2 separate regions of the Pan troglodytes genome follow, and region 1 is linked to region 2. Evidence: chromatin contacts called from public Hi-C data. All regions are on one chromosome and are shown on one strand. Each heading gives the region's core, a stretch centred on a gene start, on an enhancer-like site or on the middle of the called end of the contact. The rest is flanking DNA. Distances are from core to core; before and after follow the strand shown.

Region 1 (2,700 bases), core at 74-2,573, 160 kb after region 2:
CTGATAAAAATACAAAAATTAGTCGGCCGTGGTGGCTGGCGCGTGCCTGTAATCCCAGCTACTGGGGAGGCTGAGGCAAGAGAATTGCTTGAACCCGGGAGGTGGAGGTTGCAGTGAACCGAGATTGCGCCACTGTACTACGGCCTGGGTGACTGAGGGAGACTCCGTCTCAAAAAAAAATTTTTTTTAATTAAAAATGGGGGAAATACTCGTCCCTACTTCATAGACCGCCTGTGAAGGTTAAACCTGCTAATTAATGACACATGTAAGGTGTCTGGCACATAGTAAGTGCTCGGTTGTTATTTTACAAAGTCTGAGGCCGTGGTTTTGCACTTGGAGATGGGGAGTTGGTGGGGGTGGATGCAGTTAGGGAGCCTGGACTGCCGAGTCTTGAGTTCGAAACCCACTCTCCCCGAACTCCAGCAAAAACCTGTGCATGGGGGATTCTACCCTGGGGTTCTGTCAATCCCCGCCCCTCCTCTGAGCTTCAGGTTTTATCCTACTCCATCAACGCGCAGGGACGTTGGGCTCTGGGGCTCCTACGGTCTGTCCTAGATGAGTGGTGCACCGGGCGCGAAGTTATTCCTGGGAAAAAGACGCAGGAGCGCCAGCTCCCGGAGCCGCCGGGGTCCCCAAGCCCCTGCATCGCGGATGTAACTAATTTTAAAACTATCTGAAAGGCGGGGACGGGGAAGAAAAGACAAAAGGGCAGCGCGCGCCGCGGGGAAGTGGAGTGCGGGAGAGCCCCGGTCGGAGCAGGACCGTGCGCCGGCCAGGCAGGGAGGCGACGCGACAGCTCTGGAGGAGCTCGGATCCCCCCCGCTTTCCGCGCGCCCCGCGGGGCGCCCCCGAGGCAATTCTCCACCCACGGGGACCACGGCCACAGGTTGTGGGGACCGCAGCGGGGCGAGCGGCTGGAGGGAAAGCTGTCCCCAAGCTCCCGAGCGACACTCACCGACTGCAAGAAGCGCAAGGTGCCCACGTAGTCCCTCTCGGTACCCAAGATCTCGTTGAGGACGCAGAGGCGGAGGCGCAGCTGGCGCTCGGACTCCCGGGCGGCCGCGCACGGGCCGGGGCCGGAGCTGGGCGCCGCGGCGCCAGGGGTCCGGGGGTCCGGGTGGGCGCAGTCCCCGGCCCCGTCGCCGCCGGGCTCGCTGCCACTGGACGCCTCCATTCTAGCGCGGCCGCGCGGCGCCGGCTCCTTCCCCCGCGCGGAGGTCGCGCCGAGCGGCAACTCAGGCGTCCAGGCGCCCCATCCCGGACGGGGCACGCCGGCGGGCCGGGCTCAGCGGCGGGCCGGGCTCCCGGCGCGGCGGGCGGGACTGGGGGCCGGGCGGCTGGGCCGGGGGCGGAGGCAGCGCGCGGGGGCCGGGCGAGGGGCGGGAGGGGGCGGCCCTCGGGGGCTCCCAGACGGCTGGCCCCCCGCCCCCGCGCCAGGGACCGTCTGCCAAGTGCCACGCCGCGATCGGCCGCAGAGGCGCTCTGCGCGTGCACGGGGCCCCTGGGGACGCGGCGCGGCGCTCGGCGCCTCCGTCGGAAGCTCGGGGGTCGGGCGGGAGCCTCCGGAAGGGCCCCGCGGAGCCGGGAGTCCGAGGCCGCGCGCACGCCGAACCGAGCGTACCAACTCCGCGCCCGGACGCGTGGCGCCCCCCAACCCGCCGTCACCGCGGGCTACGCCACTCCCACCCGGCACACGCTACACCCGCCGCGCGCAGGCTCCTGCTTGCAGGTCCGGCCGCTGCTCGGGCCAAGTAAACACCGGGCTGGGAAAGCTCGCTGCGGAGCCGCTCGGGGGCAAGCCGGCCCCGCCACGCGCGCCCCCGCGGCCCCGGGAAGTCAGGGGCGGCCGCTGCCTGGGCAGTGACGGCCCCTCCCGGGAACGCCGGGCCCTCGCGGTGCCCTCGGTGCTACCACGACCTTAGGAAGGAACATGCGTGGCGCGCGCTCGCTCTCACTTTTCTCTTTCCCGTTTCCTTTCCCATCTCTCTCTTTCCTTCCTTCCTTTTCTTTCTGAACTTCTTTGCCCCCTGACCCTGCCCTTTCCACCTTTCCCAGAAGAAATTATTACCTGCTCTTGAGTTATTGATCAAGTGGCAGGTACCCTGCTGCTCCCCCTTCCATCCACCCAACCCATGGGATAAGGCCTTGGGAAACCCAGCTTCTTGTCAGGTTGCTCTGGGCGATGTTGATCATCACCCCTCTTATCGGAAGGTATGGAGAGGGGAGGAAGCTCTGGGGCCTAGAGTCAGCTGCTCAGGTTCAAATCCTAGCTCCCCACTTGCTGGCCGGGTGGCCTTGGGCTGGTTTCCTTGCTTCAAGATCCTCAGTGTTTTCATCAGTATAACGGGAACGGTCATGGTACCTAGCTCCAAGATCCTGCCCGGGGTTCCACGGGAAGTACTTAGCACCTAGAAAGTTCTCTGTAAATGTTTGTTCTTACTATTATTGCATGTGTGAAGCCCAACACCTAGAAAGTTCTCTGTAAATGTTTGTTCTTACTATTATTGCATGTGTGAACGGCCCTCTAAGCCTGGCCCCACTCTCAAATGGCCCATACAATCCCTAATCACCCGTGTTTCCGGACCAGAGATTGTATCATCTCTGCAGGGGATAAAGTGATCCACATAGTATCCGCCTCTAGACTGTAGTCATTTTATGGACAGAAACATTGCTTATTTATCCCTGTTCCAAAAGCCTAGG
Region 2 (2,700 bases), core at 49-2,548:
GGACTTCTCTCATGCTACAGAAACACAAACCCTAATTTGGCTCAGCTTCCATAATTGTGTCTCTAATACTAGAAATCAAGTTCAATTGCTAACTGACCAAGCACCAGCTACTAAGATGACTGGGGAAGCCTACCAGGGGCTTCTGAAAAACACCTTCCCCTCCAGGTAAAAGGGAAAAGCAGCACCACTCCTCCCTGCCTGGGATAAAGTCATGTGAGGAAGTGATGCTCAGGATGGTGGGGTGAAGAATGGAAGATTCTTCTGTCTGCTACTGAGCCCACAAACCAGCCCTGGAACCACCTAGCTCCATGCTTCTTGATAGGTGGCATCTCTGTAAGCCACTGTTCAGTTGGGTTTGTTATCCTGGCAAATGAAAATATTCCAAACTGATACAATTTGAACCAAGGCAATGTGACTCATCTCAGGACTTCCCCAAGGAAGTGACATCCAACCCGAAACGTGAAGAATGAGGCACGGCTCGTGTGCTGGACCCTGCAGGTTTGGCCTTTGGGGCCAACTCTCCCAGGTGGGATGTCATCTTGGTGGGGCAGTTGATCAAGGTTTGCAGCCCTCCTAGGCCAGGCTGAGGCCAAACGGATGCTCCCTGCCCCAAGAACATGACACTTGAGTGGAGGACCCCAAGGACAAGGAAAAGCAGCGCTGATTGTCCCCCACAGCGGTGTGCTGGACAGAGCCTCCAAGTGCTAGCTTCTCAGCATTTCCCGGTGCCAGTTCTTCCTAAGGCCTCCTAGGCCTGCCCTGACTTTCTGAGTGCCCCACCTCCCTTCAATGAGTCATCCTTTTTTATTCCCCCTTCAATTAGCCAGGGCCTGTTTCTGTTGCTTGCAACCCAAATACACTCAATACGTCCAGGCCAAGTGTGTGACACGTGTGTGTGTGTGCACGTGCATGTGCAGGTAGGAGGGACTGTCAAGCAGAGGAAACAGCAGGGGCAGAGGTCTGGAGATGGGCAGCAGCTTGGAGCGCAGAGGAACCAGAAGGCAGCACGGCCGGCCAGAGGAGGACAAGCTGAGTCAGGCCCGCGGGGGCCAGGAGCCGGCACTGCTATGTCCCCGCTCAATCCTAAGTGCTGGGAACGGGGCTGACCTAGAGTCCCTGCTCAATAGCTGTCTGCTGATTTAATAAAGGAGTGGTCAGCAGGGGCCAGATTGTATAGGAGCTTGCAGCCAGGTCAATGAGCTTGAACTCCAAAGAGACAGCCACAGGCACCACCTCGTCTCACTGAAACACCTCCCAGAATGAGGAGCCCTGAGAGGCCCCGCCTTTCCCCTCCCATCCACAGCCAGAGGGGATTTTCCAACCAGAGGAGACAGGGGTGCTATTCAGAGGCAGCAGGACTCAGCCCTGGGCAGAAGGCCTGGGGCAGAGCCTCTGGCCTTGACATTTCACCACACTGCCTGCCCTGGCTGACTCCATAAAGACACATTTCTCCCACAGGACCCCAAGCCAGTAGCTGGAGGGCCTGCGGGTTGGGAACCCTGCCAGGGGAGGTGGCTATGAGAGGCCATATCCAAAGCAGCCACCCCCACGCCGTGAGGGGCCGGCGGTGGGGAGGCCAGCAGGGCCCAATGGCGGCAGGCCCTAGCTCTGCAGATGGGAGGCCCGGCAGGCAGCTGGAGCCACCTGGCCTTCTGAGGCGCTCACAGTCCCAGCCTCCCCACAGGGTCTTGGAGCTCCTAAAGCTAGGCCAGCAGGGACTCTCAGGTCAACAGTGATACAGAAGGCCCCGATGTGCCACCTGAACAGGAAGCCCTGCCACCTCCCTGCAGCCCTCTGGGAAGGATGCAATTTCTCCTCTCCCAGAGGAAGCCGCTGCACACGAGACCCCTGCAACCTCCCCCACCATGCTTCCCTGCCTTGACCCCAACACCCGCCTGCCCACCCCCAGGTGCCCTCTGCACACCTCAAGGCCTTTGCACTCATCCTTTCCTGCACACCTGGAATGCCCTGCCCCGGCTTTGCAGGTCTCAGGGCCGTACCACCTCCTCAGAGAGTCCCATCCTTAACTACCTGAAAGTAGCCCCCCAAACATTCCTCCACCCGTCCTCTCAATAAACGCTCACCAGTCACACACACTCAGTACCCTGCAAGGCATCTGGGAAATTAACTCACCCATGTATACATTTTGCTTAAGGTCTGTTGCCCACCGGGTGTAAGCTCCATGCGGGCAGGGACACTGCCTGCCATGTTCACCTCATCATCCCACATCAAAATTCAAAGTCTCCTACTTGGTGGGGCACAAAAAGTGGAAGGAAGGGAAGAAAAGGGATGTGATGGGAGAGGGGAGGAGGGACAGAAAGAAGGGAGAAGAGAGGACCTAGTTTGGAAACTGATTCTGAACTCACCTCCCTGTCTCGGTCTCTGTCTATAGTGGTGGGGAGAGTGTCTCCATCCCACCAAGTTCTCGTGAGGATTGAATGAGACACTCTGTGCAAGACCCTCGGCCCAAAGCCTGGCACACAGGCAGCATTTGATAAATGTCAGCTGTTCCTGATTAGTTATTTTTTCACTGGAGAGAACCACTGAGGAATGAAGATGGAAGAGGCAAAGTGGGGTGGAGAGACAGAGTAATGGGGGAAAGAGGTGTGAGTTACATAGGACCCCAGACAGCCTCTTTACCCATGAATTCCGAGACCCCATAAAGATGCCCGAGGATGCCTCTCACCGACCCACCATGTA

What was found. A called contact is a pair of places that touch in the nucleus more often than the background predicts.
Region 1: a contact with region 2 is called in a Hi-C map of stem cell-derived neural progenitor cells, with 1.9 times the contacts expected there. The contact joins the promoter of PREX1 here to the enhancer-like site in region 2. A contact is called at or near these places in 1 of 7 Hi-C or Micro-C datasets (stem cell-derived neural progenitor cells) and 1 of 1 datasets of contacts at active chromatin or transcription factors (stem cell-derived excitatory neurons).

Annotation. Positions count from the first base shown.
Region 1 is chr21:55,106,125-55,108,824 of NHGRI_mPanTro3-v2.0_pri, forward strand. PREX1 (phosphatidylinositol-3,4,5-trisphosphate dependent Rac exchange factor 1) reads right to left here and starts at 1,324. Exons shown (of 40, transcript XM_016938084.4): 1 at 956-1,324. The coding sequence starts at 1,174.
Region 2 is chr21:54,945,638-54,948,337 of NHGRI_mPanTro3-v2.0_pri, forward strand. All of the region lies in intron 14 of PREX1 (phosphatidylinositol-3,4,5-trisphosphate dependent Rac exchange factor 1), which reads right to left. Among named protein-coding and RNA genes, the nearest start is that of PREX1, 160 kb to the right of the region's middle. Within about 2 kb of position 1,299, at least 5 of the 24 cell types and tissues checked have an H3K27ac peak or open chromatin away from gene starts, as enhancers often do. A contact at or near this core is called in stem cell-derived neural progenitor cells, where this site is marked.